Regions from separate parts of the Bicyclus anynana genome. Here regions 1 and 2 are each linked to region 3. The links are chromatin contacts, called in public Hi-C maps. All regions are on one chromosome and are shown on one strand. Each heading gives the region's core, a stretch centred on a gene start, on an enhancer-like site or on the middle of the called end of the contact. The rest is flanking DNA. Distances are from core to core; before and after follow the strand shown.

Region 1 (2,804 bases), core at 77-2,576, 58 kb before region 3:
AAGTATTTAAAAATATAATACAGAGTTTTTAGCTTTGAACATCGGAAATAGTGAGTAGAGGAGTATTATTTGAAGTATTGCTATTGATACTTTTTAAAACATGCTTTTTTAATTACATCTATAGAGCTAAAACTTAGGTCTAAATAAGAAAATTCATCATTACATAATCTCATCATCAAAATTCAGAAACGTTTGTTACTTTTTAGGTAGGTACAAAGTTTACAATTACACTCAGTAGTCAATAAACGTAAATGCGTAACTTTGTAGCACTATAAGGTCAATGGGCAGTCAGTTGACACGTAACAGTTCACAAATTAGTGATGTATTCATCAACTTGCATTGTATAGTGTTGTGCGCAAGCCGCTCTTTGTGCGAGTTTCGATGTGGATTGAAATTAATTGCCAGCCTCAAGGTTGCCGGGGTCGATGTCCTTGCCGCTGTGCAGTAACACAGCAACTGTACCTCACCTCGGCTACTAGTGTTGGGAATATTTGGTAGTATCGATAAAATACCCATTTGTCTTTTCAAATTGAACTTTTTTCCGTCGTCGAAATTTTTCAATCTCTGAGAATTTACACTAAAAAGACTTACACGTAAGAAAATTAATACATTCACATAATCAACCTATTTACAAATGGTCCACTACAGAACTAGGCTTACATACATTATATCGATGATAATGCAAATCTATGTGATATTATATAAAAGCGAAAGGTCACTCGTTACAATATCTCGAAAACCGCTCGTCGTACAAAGTTGTTATTTAACAAAGAGATAGTTAATAACATAGTCAATAGACGTTCACTAAGAAAAGGTTTTGCAAGAGCCGGATTAAGGGGTTCTAAGGACGGACGAAGTCGCAGGCGTCGGTTAGTATAACGTTATTTGCTTCATTAGTCTATTTGTTAGCCTACGTGGATCACGCGGTCCTGAGTCCGAAACTGGGTCGGGAAATTTTCTTTCTTCTATGTATTGTTTAGTTAAAATTCACAGCCCGTAGTTGGGAAATTGGTGGTGTTACAAACGCGGGCTTCGGAGAGCGAGCTCGTTTAGCCATCGGTCTTGATCACTATCATTAAGTCGTAGTCAATCCGCATCGAAGCAGGGTGGTACGTCTAAGTTTATAATCCTTTCTGTAACGAAGAAAGCGGGGCCTTGTAGTGGGCTGTTAACAAGGCTGATAAATTATAATGAAGATTACAAAATATATAATAATTCATCGATAGCTCCTATCCCGCACATCACTAGATCGCTACCGCACTACGCGGCGTCCACTATGCGCCCGCGCTGGCGGCACTCGGCGGCAGCCTCGCGATAATTGACTAATTGTCGACAATCGTTTGTTTAGCGACTGAGCCGCCTCCTTAATAACTATCAACGATTCGCACTACTTACGATACTATTTTAAGACGCACGCATGCCCTACTTAGTCATTCTATTCTTGTCTTAACAAGCTATTAAGGACTCGGATAAATTAATGATACTAATTAGGCGCGAGCGATAATCTTTCGAGTGGTCAGTTTAGCTGTTGTTTGTTTTATTTTTGTGCATTCCCCGGTAAATTAAAAAAAAACATGCTATTCATCTGAGCCTTTTCAATACATAAAGGAGACCGACCATCTTACATACATTGCTGGGAACAGATTTGATTAATGAACCGTTTATGTTATGTCCTAATTACTGTCCTTTATTACACGAATCACACTAATATTATAAAGGCGAAAGTTTGTGTGTGTGTTAGTGTGTATGTTTGTTCCTCCTTTACGCTGCGGCTACTGAAGCGATTTGGCTGAAATTTGGAATGGAAATAGATTTTACTCTGGATTTACTAGTTTATTACATTTTACTACTTTTTACCGATTGATATATGCGATTTGTAAAAACTGAATTCCACGCGGATGAAGTCGCGGGCGCTAGTTAAATAATAAAATCAGTTGTCTGGTTCAATTTCAATTTGATTGACAGTTTCATAGAATATAGAAGATAGAAGTGTCTACATTATAAAATGCACAATTATTTCAACAAAAAACACAAATAAAAATCTATTAACAACTGTGAATTTTAATTATTTTTGTTGACTTTAATATATTATAATATAAAAGATTTTTCATATTTTTTTTCTGTAACTATGATTTCGATTAAGAATTATTTTTTAATTTTTCATTTCTCTAAAAATATTTTTGTTATTTTTAGAATTCGCAATGAAAGGCGAAGAACACAAACGACAAATTTTTGGAAACAAAATCTTTACTTACTCACTACGAGTCCTGTATAAGTACAGATTTGCAATCTAGAAACTCGCCTCGTGTAACTTAGCTTTAGATGTCGCTTGCAGGAGGAAAACAGGGAAAACTTTATTAATTCTAATTAAGACTAATTAAAACGAACTCGCTTTGATTTCTTGAGCTTAAAGCTAGTGATTTATTTAAATTAAGCTCGTAGATTACAACAAAGCTACGACATTATTTAAATTATGTGCTAGAACGATTTATCTATGAATGTTTATTTTACATTTTTTCCTTTTATCTATGAAAGTTTATTTTAAACGAACTGAGCTGAGTCAAATTAAACATTTTAGATGAAGAATGAATTCAACCGGGAAAAGTCACCTACTTTTACTATGAGTAGGTATGATATCAAAGAAGGGTTGTCAATATGCATCGAATGTGATTTTTACCTATATTCTGAATTTTGATCAGTTAGCATTAAATAAATAGTGAATACGTGATTATTTATTTAATGCACAATATAAATAATGATAATATTCACGTGACTTAAGAATTTGGTATGTTCACTAACATACG
Region 2 (3,154 bases), core at 481-2,980, 49 kb after region 3:
ATAAAGCTCCTAAAATGGTCAGAATCTAAAATTTCAAAATAGTATCTAAATATCAGAAGATATCAACAAAAAGTCAATGTTGCTTTAAATTCAAATCAACAATTTTTTGTCCCGCATTTTGTGTTGCGAAAAATTCACGACAAATTTTGATAAAGCTTTTTATGTTTTCAAAGAGTTGTTTTTGTTAAAGTACTTCTGATACTAGTGAATTAAATATTATTTTGTTGTGCTGTAGGATTTAAATATAATTTTGAGCCTCAATAGCTCAACGGTAAAGCGATCGAACTCATCACCGAGGGGTGGTGGTTCGAACTCCGCCCCATTGGACTATTGTTGTACCCACTCATTACCGACTAAAATATACAAACAAATATTCTTAAAAAAAAGGATTTAAAAAATTGTTGTTAGTACCAGAAAATTAAATACTATCAAGAAACAAACAGCGGTACATTCAGTTAACTAAAAATAAATATTACGAGGCACTATTTACAACAATAGGAAGATCGGAATTCGCGTCACGTATCTTGTATACCCAATTACTAAGTTATATTATGCACACGACTAAAATCTATTTATAATGTTGACGTAGCGTTGTTCCACATTCTTATCTCATCACCAAAAGTGGCTCACGCAAGGATCTCGCACAGATGTGGAGTTGCTACCACAAAAACTAACATTTAATTAGTGTTTTATGGTAATCGAGCGCTTCTGTAACAAATGTTATTTGAACACTGAGCATATAGGGTAGTGAATGTTTTAATTCAGCCTTTTCTATGATACGAGTACGAGTATTGCTTATAGTAATTCTATCATAAATTACTTACCTACTTAAAGTTAATCGTTTCATACGAGTTGCCTGAATATGCACACCGTAAGGATGCCACCGTTCGCGGCGTCTTGCTTTTTTGTGGTAGAAAGGAGGAGGAAAAAAATGGTGAAGTTTCTGCCCACACTCACCGAAGTATATCCGGTAAAAAGCTGACAGACAAGCTACATTGCAGCGGTATTGCAATGTCTACAATTTCTGATCTAAGCTCTATATCTCCTAAGAAGGGTGCCCTGTAATGGGCCGTTAAAATAGGCTGATGATATCCCGTAAGAAGGGAAGCCCTGTATTGTCCGTTAAACATAGGCTGATGATATGCCCTAAGGAGGGAATTCCTGTGTTGTTCGTTAAAAATAGGCTGATGATATCCCCTAAGGGAGGAAGTCTTATTATGTCCGTTAAAAACAGGCTGTTGATATCATCTAAGGAGGGGAAGTCCTGTATTGTCCGTTAAAAAAAGCTGATGATATCCTCTAAGGAGGAAAGTCCTGTATTGTCCGTTAAAAATAAGCTGATGATGTCCTCTAAGGAGGAAAGTCCTGTATTGTCCATTAAAAATACACTGATGTTAATAATATTCTTTTTTTTTCCAGCTCGTCCAATGATCTCGGCGAGCCTCCCCGGCGAGGCGCTGGTCCAGCTGGGGCAGCTGCAGCTGAGCCACCTGTACCCGCCGGCCAACATGACGCCGGAGTTCCTGGCGCCGCCGCCGCGCCCCTACCCGCGCTACCCGCCACGGCGCCCGCGCGACCCCATGCCCCCGCCCGCGCCGAGCTTCGCGCCCGTGCCTCCTACGTACCCCTTCCTGCCGCACCCCGCGAGCTACGCGAGCTACTTGTACCGAGCGCGCGCGCCGCAGCCGTCCGCGTACCCTATCCGGCCGAGGCCGTCGTCGGGCTTCGTGCCGCCGCCTCCCGCGCCGCACTCCCCGCACTCGCCGCCCGTGCCGGCGGCGGCGCCCCAGCCTCCTCCGCGAGAGGTAAGAACAACTTACACTTGGCCCACTACAGAACTCATCCATTTGGGAGAGTGGATTTGGAGTCACGCTGCTTCGATATGAGTTGGCGACCTTGGTGACGCGTCCCAAAAGCACATCTACAGATAAACGTTTATCATCAACTGCTAACCTCTTCAATGACTGTGAGGAAGATTCCCACCGTGCTTTTTCACAAATAGCTTGATTTATTTCAAGTTGACGAAATTCACTTGGACCACGTAGGTTTCTGGTGGGTTTGTCGCAGGCAAACAGCGGCCGTCTCGAATTAAACGGTCTTGTCCATCCGTTTATTACAGGGGGATCTAGGGGCGTGATGGACCTAAGCTCCAAAAGCTTAGATCCACCATGTTATTCAATTGCTTGGTGATAATATTTGCCTTTTCATTCACTCTCAGACGTTAATAGGTAATAATGACCAGGATCTAAGGTTTAACGTACCCTACCCTTTAAAATGTTGGTTTGACACAACACTTTCTGCCTCCACGCTGCTACTGAAAATTCCTTCAAAAATATTTCCTAATTGACGATTCAAACCTTGCAGAGTCGAAGCCTGCTAGCAAACACGACAAAACAGCAAAAACCAACCCAGAACTTCAAGGCTTTAACTAGGACCCCTTAACATAATTGTTTTTAGTCTAAACAATCATTATAATATTCCAGGAACCTCCACCATCGCCAGAAAGAGGCGCACCGGCCCCCTACTTCTGTCGCGGCGCGTTAATACGACTGGAAGACGGTACCCTGCGGCGCGTAGAAGAGATGCGCACAGAAGACTTCGTGATGAGTTCAGAGAGAAGCGGCGAGTTGGCGCTGACGCAGTGCACGCTGCTGCGGCTGGATGAGCGCGGGGAGCGGCTGGCGCTCACCCTCACATACGATAGGAACCGCTCACAGGTAAACCAGTGGCTGGCACAAGGCTTTTAACTAGGGTTGGCATTACACAATAGAGTTGTTATAAAGAAATGCATCGCGGCACCATGCTGGCTTCAGAGTCAAGAGGAGGTCGTTTAGTCCGTGCAAATCGGACAAATTCTGCCCAAATTCGTCAATAAGGGGTTTTTGCTCCTCTCCAGGAATTTTACACTAGGGTCATTGTATTGTTAAATTCCTCCTCCAGTTCGTTATGAATCCACGGGGTAAGCGGTGTATTTTTGCTCGGTTTGAATTAGTAGGTATAAAATTAGAAATGGCTATCACAAGGCTGTCAGATCTGAAGGTTTTCCTTGTCAGCAGTAAACATTTTGTTACAAAATATTAGTCACATCATTTAAATATATCCCCTCAAATTAGTAGGAAAAGACTTTGTTAGGAGTGGGTACAACTCACAACCT
Region 3 (2,988 bases), core at 64-2,563:
TAATTACAACACAAAACATTATTGCACAAAATCACTAACGCGTCTGGCAGCGTGACGGTGTCAACGCTGCCTAACAAACAACTGAACTCAAGTCATCAAATACCCTCTTATTTATATCAAAACTGATACCCCCCTCCATAATAACATAAATAATGAATGTTAATACCGCCTATAATCGAAGAAATTGTCACTCAAGCTTCTATTAAGTCATTTCTCTAGCCAGGTTCTTATTTATACATCATATTATCATCTCTATTTACTGGTATATGTAGGTAGTCAGGGCCGAAGCCTAAAGTAAACTCTATGTAGATAAAATCGTAAAATCTAATTCTCTCTGAGGGTTAAAATGTTCCGAGAGAAGTTTCGCGGTAGAATTACATTTATTAACCAGATAGTTTGTTTTTACTCTTTACAAGTTAGCCCTTGACTACAATCTCATCTGATGGTAAGTGATGGTGCAATCTAAGATGGAAGCGGACTAACTTGTTAGGAGGAGGATGAAAATCCACACCCCTTTCGGTTTCTACACTACATCGTACCGGAGCGCTAAATCGCTTGGCGGTACGTCTTTGTCGGTGGAGTGGTAACTAGCCAAGGCCGAAGCCTCCCACTAGCCAGACCTGGACCAATTAAGAAAATCTCAATCTGCCCAGCTGGGGATCGAACCCAGGACCTCCGTCGTGTAAATCCACCGCGCATACCACTGCGCTACGGAGGCCGTCAAAGTTTATTGAACAGCCAATATTTAGGACCGTTGTAACTTTGGAGGTTCTGATCGGCTAATTGATCCGCGGAGAGCGGTGCAATTTAAGGGCTGTAACTTTTTTACAGCTTACAAATAGCTTTTATAAAAGCGCTTTCTCAGTCCCTCTCTAAAGAAAGTAAACTTTGCCTTTGAGTGGTTTTTACCGCTAAACCTAATTAAAAGTCAGAAACATGGTAACGTAAGCTTTTAATGTTTGGAATATTTTGCTAAGGTACCTACACATACTGTAAGTAACATGTCGGATTTGTTCTTAGAACCGGCAGCTTAGGTTGGGAAAAACCCTAACCGGAATACACAGATTCACTAAACGTTCGGCTGTTGGATGCAACATTGTAAGACAGTTTTACAGTTACAGATTATGAAACTTTATATAAAAGAACCAACGGATAGTGGAAGCGTATGGCATTGAATTCCGAGAGTCGATTGATAACTTTCTTAAAGCGATTACAGAATTGCATCACAAGTCGATGTGGCGAGCGGAGGTGCGGCGCCTCGCCGCCGACGGCGCCCGAGCCAAGATTCGGTGGCAACGCTCACCCAGGAATTCATTTAGCTTCGACAAAGTGTCCGGTTTCAGTCTGGCACGACGAGCGTCGGTTGCATTTAGTATTTATTCATGTATCGGTGCGCGCAGGTTCTATGCGCGGGGCGGGCGCGGGCGCGCGGCCCCGGGGGGCATACTTACTACGTGATTAATCCGCGCCCCTCCCCCCGCGGCCGAGTGTCCCCCGGGCCCCTCGCGTGGGTCGGCCGGGCGCGCCGTACTCGCGCCGGGTTTCCTCGTCCCCGCGCCTCACGGCCACTCACTACGCACGGAGCTCCGTAGTGCCGCCGCCGCCAGTCGCGTTGCGACCCGCGTCGTCGTCGCACCTCATTTGCGTCCTCTCGTGACGACTCATGATATCATTCATGCTAATCTCCGCCCGTTGATTTTCCTGCCGAGTGACCGCAGTGAGACAGCCGCGATATCGCGAGTGCCGAATGTTCGTGGACGTCACGCCCGTGTACTTTTCCATAGGAGCGTGCGTGCAAAACCAGTTCTGAGACGGTGCCTCGGATGAGATCTCCGACCGAGCGTCGTGACCTGCGGCCTGAGATGCTGCGCCCGTGACCGTCCAACGACAGTGCCACGAAACGTAAGGATCTGCTGACTGCTCGCTCAATCAGCCGGGTAACGCTATTATGTCCCGGCGGCTTCCTATTTGCATGGCGCATAAGGAGTGGATTTTATTTTCGTCTGGCGACGAATGTGTGCGTGAGGCGCGCCTGTGTGCGCGGCGTGGGCGTGTGTGCCGGCCGCGTGTGTGCGTGTTCCGTCCGAGAGTCGAGACGGCTACTCCCTGCTGGCCCGCTTTATTTAGGTTGTATCTGATCCGAGCGTGTCGACCACACTCTCGGCGCCTGCTGCCTGCCGTGGCTCTACATTGTCTCTACCTGTCACTCCATAAGTATGCCTTCAGCTCAGCCTTATCCTGCGACTGTTCTGAAATCTAAACTGTCCATTATTCATTGTTGCTCAGAAAGCTAAAATTCGGTTAATAATAATTTGCGATATCATTGTTTAAATAAATAACCCTTTAAATTTTATCTATACCTATTGCAAACCATTTTCTGTAGAATGAATACAAAGCTTAGTTACAAAATATTTAGACTGCCACATTCAGAAACCGAAAGCTTTAGAACTTCTTCACTAGCGCTAATAGTTCCTAAAGTGTAATATGCCAGCGTTACCTACCCTTTTATACCAAATGTGTTTTGTACCAAGATCTTTGTCTCCCACTTCTAGACCCGACGCAAAAATATTGTGATATTGTACGTAGTACTGAAGCGGATGGAGCTATTTCTTTTGTCTCAAATGTGATTGGTTCTTCAACAATCATAATTCTAACAATCGTGGTTTGGTGATACCCTTAAAGGATCATCCTTATCATTCTTTAGTGGTTTTCAAGAATTCGATACACCTTTGTGCCATTTGTATAATTTCATGATGCAATGTTAGATCTGACAATCGTGGTATAGCCATTGTTGGATACCCTCAATCCTTAGAGGATTATCCTTATTACTCTTGAGTAGTTTGCAGGAATTCAATACACAAACTTACCTTTGTGCTCTGGATAATTTGCATCATTTCAGAATATGATTCCAAAGATCATGTGTGGATATTTAAAAACAGACATAACTTCTAACGTACGCAATTTTGCGTGATAGTCGATGATGCCTTA

What was found. Hi-C and Micro-C count contacts between places; a contact is called where the count stands out from the background.
Region 1: a Hi-C map of whole larva shows a contact between it and region 3, with 4 times the contacts expected there. The contact joins the enhancer-like site here to the promoter of LOC112051921 in region 3. A contact is called at or near these places in 2 of 2 Hi-C or Micro-C datasets (whole body and whole larva).
Region 2: a Hi-C map of whole larva shows a contact between it and region 3, with 3 times the contacts expected there. The contact joins the enhancer-like site here to the promoter of LOC112051921 in region 3. A contact is called at or near these places in 2 of 2 Hi-C or Micro-C datasets (whole body and whole larva).

What each region holds. Positions count from the first base shown.
Region 1 is chr15:9,077,478-9,080,281 of ilBicAnyn1.1, reverse strand. No RefSeq gene overlaps it. Among protein-coding and RNA genes, the nearest start is that of LOC128198818, 24 kb to the right of the region's middle. Within about 2 kb of position 1,326, at least 8 of the 8 cell types and tissues checked have open chromatin away from gene starts, as enhancers often do.
Region 2 is chr15:8,970,012-8,973,165 of ilBicAnyn1.1, reverse strand. LOC112051921 (ataxin-1-like) reads left to right here. Exons shown (of 4, transcript XM_024090778.2): 2 at 1,420-1,805; 3 at 2,484-2,717. The coding sequence starts at 1,428. Among protein-coding and RNA genes, the nearest start is that of LOC112051916, 16 kb to the right of the region's middle. Within about 2 kb of position 1,730, at least 8 of the 8 cell types and tissues checked have open chromatin away from gene starts, as enhancers often do.
Region 3 is chr15:9,018,788-9,021,775 of ilBicAnyn1.1, reverse strand. It overlaps LOC112051921 (ataxin-1-like), which reads left to right and starts at 1,313. Exons shown (of 4, transcript XM_024090778.2): 1 at 1,313-1,902.